Linked DNA regions of Sus scrofa: region 2 is linked to region 1. A link is a contact called in public Hi-C data. All regions are on one chromosome and are shown on one strand. The core of a region is the stretch at or near the end of the contact, and the rest is flanking DNA. Distances in the headings are between cores, read along the strand shown.

Region 1 (2,924 bases), core at 124-2,623:
TGCACTGAGGACAAAACGGTGTGCCTGACACAAGCATCTGACAGTCTCCTGGAACGGCTGTTACTCGATAATTGCAGTAAGGCTTGAGGAGGAATGTTTAGAGGGAGCAGAGAACCCTAACCCAGCAGACCAGCACGTAGGGCATCGGGGAAGGTTTGAAGTGGCTGAAGATGGATGCGTTAGTCAGACAGGAGGGAGTGTGTCTTTGCAAAGGTGCAGGGGTGAGTGTACCCAGCAAGGTGCTGAAAGAAGGCCTGAGAAGCAGGAACACAGGGAGTGACCAGAGGAGGGGCGAGATGGGGCTGGAGGGAGCGGGGAGCTGTCCCAGGCAGAGCCTCCAATGCTCGGTGGATGTGCCAACGTCAACGGGTAGCCCCTACAAGAACTGGGAAGAGGTGAATGTATGTATATGTGTGACGGGATCACTTTGCTGTACAGCAGAAATTGACAGAACATTGTAAATCAACTACACTCTAATAAAAATTTTTAAATAAATTTATAGTTTGACATTAAAAAAAAAAAAAAGATCGGGAAAACGCAGGGCACCGCTGCTCCTCAGGCTCACCCATTCCATGACTGGGCAGCTCTGATTACTAGAAAGTACTCCTTCCTTCTGGGATGAATCAGCCACCTGTAACATCCCGTGCCCACAGGCTCCTGTCCTGCTCACGGCATACCCGAGTCAAGTGGCCTCCCTGACCCCAGGACAGCCTCTCACCCCCTCACAGCCTCAGTGACTGTTCCCTGACAAAGGCGGTCTCGCAGGGCAGGTGGGAAGGTGCTCTGGAACCAGGCTTCAGGTGCAAATCCCAGCTCATCCCCTTAACGGCTGTGTGGCCTTGAGCCCCTCACCTAACCTCTCTGAACCTCAGTTCTCTCCTGCGAAAGAAGCATACCCCTGCTTAGCTCAGAGTGGATGCCCTTGAGAGGGATGGTAGGAAGAGGGCTCCACCCCTCCTCGTGGCTCCCCTAGCGCCCCGGGCTGACCTATGACGTGGGTCGTGGATGTTGATCATCTGCGCGTGCTCCTCGTTTGCCACTTCACTCCCAGTGCAGGGCCTGCTGCCTGGCGGGTGCTCAGTAGTGTTAGCTGAATGAATGAATGAATGAATGATTATTGCGCTGATTACATGCAAACCCACCATTGCCACTCGGGACGCAGGCGAGCGCAATTACAAACGGTGACAATGCCCACAGCTCCCCAGCTTAGCCAGCAGCACCCTCCCCTCATCGCATCCCAGGAGAAGTGCGGAAGCTCAGGAAGCGAACCCACCCTCCGTAAAAAACAAACAAAAAAAACTGGAAGAAACCAAAACGGAGCCCTGCGTGCTCGGGCGCCCTCTGCCGGGAAGGCCCGACATTACTCGGGGGGCGGGTACACGCAGCCCCTCCTCCCGCCCAGCCCCCGCCTCCCCCGCTCTCCCTGTGAACCCCGCGCTCAGGGTAGAAAGGCTCAACCCGGGGGTGGTCCCGCCCCTTCCCCGCTCACCCCCTCGCCCAGGGAAGCCCCAGGCGGTCCCTGACCCTCCACAGACGTCATTGTCCTTCGTCATTGTCCTCTCTTCTCCGCAAGCACTTTTCCTTCGTCCCTACATCCCCCAGAACCGCCCCTGCTCTCTCAGCTGGTCTGAAACATCAGACGTGGAGCAGGAAAGGACGTTAATAATAATAGCAAAGGATTAAAGTCCCTCGCTGCTCCAACGTCGCCCCTCTTCTGGTACCTCGCCCTTCTGCTGGGCCACATAGAATCCCAGAAAGGGAAAGAACGAGTTGACCGTCTTTAGTGCAACCGTTTGGCCTTTGGGAAAACTGGGGCAAGGGGTCTGGGAGAGAATAGAAAGAGGAGTCTTCATGGGCATTTGATGCGAGCTGGACTCTGTGATCGGCCCTTACCTGGTACACAGACACTTGCCCAAATGCAGAACCAGGACCCAAACCTGGCACGCCCTGCTCAGGGCGCCCTCCGTCCCACCAGGGTCTCTCTTGGAAAAGGGACCTTGGGAGGGAGCAGTACAGGAAACACCAGCGCACACTCACAGTAGGCCGCCAGCTGGCACACCTACCGCACACCTAACGTCGCCCTAACACCCCAGCCCTAGAGAGAGGACTCTCCACACATTTCGAGGGGACCAGGTTACCTTTTAGGACTTTGGAGGCTGGGAAGGTAGTGGAAACAAGGGCGTGAAGGAAACCTCACCTGTCCTGAAGTCCGGTCTGTGCTGCCACCTTGTGGCCATAGCAGGAAGTGCGCCTGTTCCTGGGCACTGCCTTGGTCCTGAAGTTCTAAGTTAACGCTTGGGTAGAATGAAACTGAGCGCTGTGCTCCAGGAGACACACAAAAAAGGAACAAGGCACAGCTCGATCTTTTACAGCTCACTTACAGAATACAGTCTGGCCAAGTGGCCTCTAAGTGACATGGTTCAAAGCTCAACTCAGATACCCACCAAAATAGAAGGTCTGCCAAAGATTCCAAAAGATGGAGGGAGGCATCAAGAAAGCAATGTTGGAGTTCCCGTTGTGGCTCAGTGGTTAACGAATCCGACTAGGCACCGTGAGGTTGTGGGTTCAATCCCTGGCCTCACTCAGTGGCTTAAGGATCCGGCGTTGCCGTGAGCTGTGGTGTAGGTCGCAGATGAGGCTTGGATCTGTTGTTGCTGTGGCTCTGGCATAGGCTGGCAGCTACAGCTCCAATTAGAGCCCTAGCCTGAGAATCTCCATATGCCGTGAGAGCAGCCCTAGAAAAGACAAAAGAAAGAAAGAAAGAAAGAAAGAAAGAAAGAGAGAAAGAAAGAGATGTTAATTAAAGCTGGGCCTTAATTAAAGAAGTTCTAAAGTTCCCGTCGTGGCGCAGTGGTTAACGAATCCGACTAGGAACCATGAGGTTGCGGGTTCGGTCCCTGCCCTTGCTCAGTGGGTTAACGATC
Region 2 (3,038 bases), core at 533-3,032, 1.1 Mb before region 1:
ACACCTGGGCGTGTTTGTACCCTGCTGTGAGTAGTGTACCTGGGTGGGGGAGAGCGGCGCTTAGGGGGTTATTGTTACTTGGCTCTGGTTTCGTCCCCTCCCCTGCTCTACTCTGCTTGGGGGCTCAGCTCTTCCCTGGGGCCTCTCCCGCCCTCCCCTGCCCGGCTGCCTCCCTCCTGTCTGCCAGGGAGGAGGGGCTGAGGGGGTCTCTGGGGGCCTGGCGGCTTGCAGAAGGTTGAAGGGCAACCCCTAACCTCTTTGCTCTAGGAGGAGACACCTGAGGTGGCAAGACACCCACCTTGGCCCCTTTCAGAGCCACCTCACCCCACAGCCTTTCTATTGTCCTGCCCCCTGACCTTTGCCCCTGGGGCAGATTGGCTGGGAGGCTGCAGGCTGGGGACGGAGGGAGAGAGGGAGGCGTGAACGTGGGTGGGCTTTTGTAAAAGCAGAAAGGCACAGGTGAGAGGTGTGACCCATGCCGGGATCCTCCTTCACATCCTCTCGGAACTCGAGGAGGGTGTCCCCTGCTAAGCGGGATCATTGGGGCCTGGCTGCCAGGGTCACTTCCTCCACAGCCTTGGCCGCCTTGGCCAGAGGCCTGGGGCGGGGCAGCTGGGATCTGAGACCTTGGGCTCTAGCCTCTGGGGGCTGTTCAGCTCTTCCTGGCTCCACACTGGGGGAGTGGGGTGTGTGTGAGGAGGCTGGAGTCCAGCTGGCCTTGGGGAAGTGGAGGCCTGTTGGGGTGGAGCTGAAGGCCTGGCCTTCCCTGTTCCCAGGCTCCTGGTGTAGGTGTGTAGCCGGGGGCTCAGCTCCCAAGGCTGTAGGCTGGAGGGTGGCTGTGGGAGTTGTCATGGGGCCACAAGAGGGACCTGTAGGGCGGCGACCTGACTATCTGGAGTACACGGGGTCACTGCCGAACCCCTCGGTGTAGTACGTGTAGGTTCTCCGGTGACAGGGAGCCCTCCAGTCCCCTTACGCTCAGTGCCCCACTTCCTTCTGCCACCTCCAGCGAAGGTCGGAATTGATGGTAGGTTGGCCGTGGGAGGAGGCCTTGCAGATCCTGCAGGGCCCTGGGGACCGTGCCTCCCTCCGCGGAGCCCGCGTTTCGGGGCACCAGAGGACACGGGGTACACAGGATGTGGCTCTCCATCTGTCCCCCACCAATCTCGCCGCTCACGCCTCCGCCCGCTCCCAGACGTCCAAGAATGTGAAGCACGTGGATGCCCGTAGTGGGGGGAGGGGGAGATGCTTATCGGCCGCCGCTGGGTAGGGGCCTTCTTCCGCCGCCCGCGCTGCACCCAGAGCCACCCCCACCCTTCTCCGGGGTGGAGGAAGGGCGGACCCAGGGCCCCGCGCCCCGTCCCCAGCCCTCCCCGGGGGCCGTGAGGGGAGCCGCGGAGGAGCGGGCGCCAGCTGGATTGGGAGGGGAGCCGCTGGCCGGGGGCCCGGCTGATTTCCTGCTGATCTCCTCCAGGAAACCGGCCCCTTGTGCGAGGCTGCGAGCGGCTGTGGGGCGCGGGGACTCCCGAGCGCTCCGCGCCTCCTGCCCGCCCGCCCGCGGTGGAGCCGAGCGGGGGAGGGGCACGGTGGCAGCGCGGGCGGGAGGGCACGCCTGGCTCCCTGGGCCGGTGCCAGCCCTCCGCTGGGCGCTGGAACTTTGAGCCGAGAAGGTGTGGCGCTCCTCCCGCCTCGTCCTTCTGCAGGAAGAGGAGAGATTCGTGGGCCGGGCCCTCTGGGGAGGGAGGTGAGCCGGGAGGGGCCCGGCCGCGGCCGTCCTTCCTCTCCTGGGTCGGGCATGCAGAGTTAAGGCAGCAGCCTCACTCTCGCAGCGGCTGTGAGGGGACCCTGCTCCCCTAGGCTGCTGGCTGGAGGCCGGGGAGGTGGGGACTGGGCCAGGGTTCTGGGTTCAAAGGGCGCAGTGGGAAACCTCAGAGCTGTTACCTGGGTGACAGGTGGGGGTGTGCTGGGGGGTGGGGGTGCAGCCCGTGTCACTGCCTCAGAGGCAGCCCGCTGCTGTGGGGTGGGCCCAAGGGAGGGCTCTTTGAACTCAAAGTGTGTCCCCCTCACCTCAGGTTATCTCCGCCCTCCTGCTAAAAAACACGTTTAAAAAGCACATTCTTCCAGTTCCACAAAGAGCCTCTGGACTTTGCCTTTAGCTCCAAATTTCTGCAGGTCTTTGCCCCTTCAGTCGGTCCCTGGCCTTAGAGCTGTCTGTCCCTCAGCCAGATCTCCCCCATGTGTCTCCCCACGGCCCCTCCCCTCTCTGAGCCCCGCTCTGTGCCTTGAAGCTCCCTGGGTCCTGTCTGGTCCACCTCTAAGGTGGGGGGCCTTCGGGGAGGTGGGCCCCAGGCGGAGGTTGGATGGGGAGGGAGAGGAGGGGAGGTCAGCGACTCCATCCTTGCTTGTTGGAACGCTGACGAGATTCTAGGCCATGGTCCCCCCACCTCCCCTTGTCCTTGACACCCCCCCCCAACAGTCTGGATTGTCTATTGTTACTCCTTTTACGTCTTGGAAAAAGTTAGCACAACAAAGGGCTCCTTTGTCGCTCACCCCTCTGCCTCCTGGCCTCACCCAGGCCCCCCAACCCCGCCCCCCACCCCCAGCAGCTGTTCTCAGGCCTCTCGCCTGTCTGATTTGCTTGTCTGGCCTCCGGGAGAGTGAGGCAGGGGAAAACCAGGCCAGGACCGTTCGATTTGGGGTGAGGAGCAGAGAGTGGGGGAGATCAGCGAAGAGTCTGTGGACCTGTGAGGGTGTGGGCATCCACTGTGCCTTTGCTGCAGGCTGGTCCCTGGGCAGGGCCAGGGCCATGGGGCCATGGCAGTATTGGTCAGCCAGGCTGACTAGGAAAGCGGTGCCCAGGCCCAGTTAAGAGCCAGGAAAGTCCTGCCAAGGTTGTTGGCCTGGCTCCCTGTCATCAACTGCCTGGCAGTCCCTGGCTGTGTCTGCAGGTAAAGGGGGAGGGTATCGGGATGCAGCTAGTCGGGCCCTGCCCCGCCCCCGCCCCCATGCAGGTGCTTCTTTTCTCTGTGCCTGGACTT

The links. A called contact is a pair of places that touch in the nucleus more often than the background predicts.
Region 2: a contact with region 1 is called in a Hi-C map of liver, with 4 times the contacts expected there. The contact joins two enhancer-like sites. A contact is called at or near these places in 2 of 5 promoter capture datasets (fetal liver and liver) and 1 of 47 Hi-C or Micro-C datasets (liver).

The regions. Positions count from the first base shown.
Region 1 is chr12:20,986,325-20,989,248 of Sscrofa11.1, reverse strand. No RefSeq gene overlaps it. Among named protein-coding and RNA genes, the nearest start is that of EIF1, 11 kb to the right of the region's middle. Within about 2 kb of position 1,373, at least 35 of the 83 cell types and tissues checked have an H3K27ac peak or open chromatin away from gene starts, as enhancers often do. A contact at or near this core is called in fetal liver and liver, where this site is marked.
Region 2 is chr12:22,058,630-22,061,667 of Sscrofa11.1, reverse strand. The region is part of intron 2 of RARA (retinoic acid receptor alpha); the gene reads left to right. Among named protein-coding and RNA genes, the nearest start is that of GJD3, 20 kb to the right of the region's middle. Within about 2 kb of position 1,782, at least 27 of the 83 cell types and tissues checked have an H3K27ac peak or open chromatin away from gene starts, as enhancers often do. A contact at or near this core is called in fetal liver and liver, where this site is marked.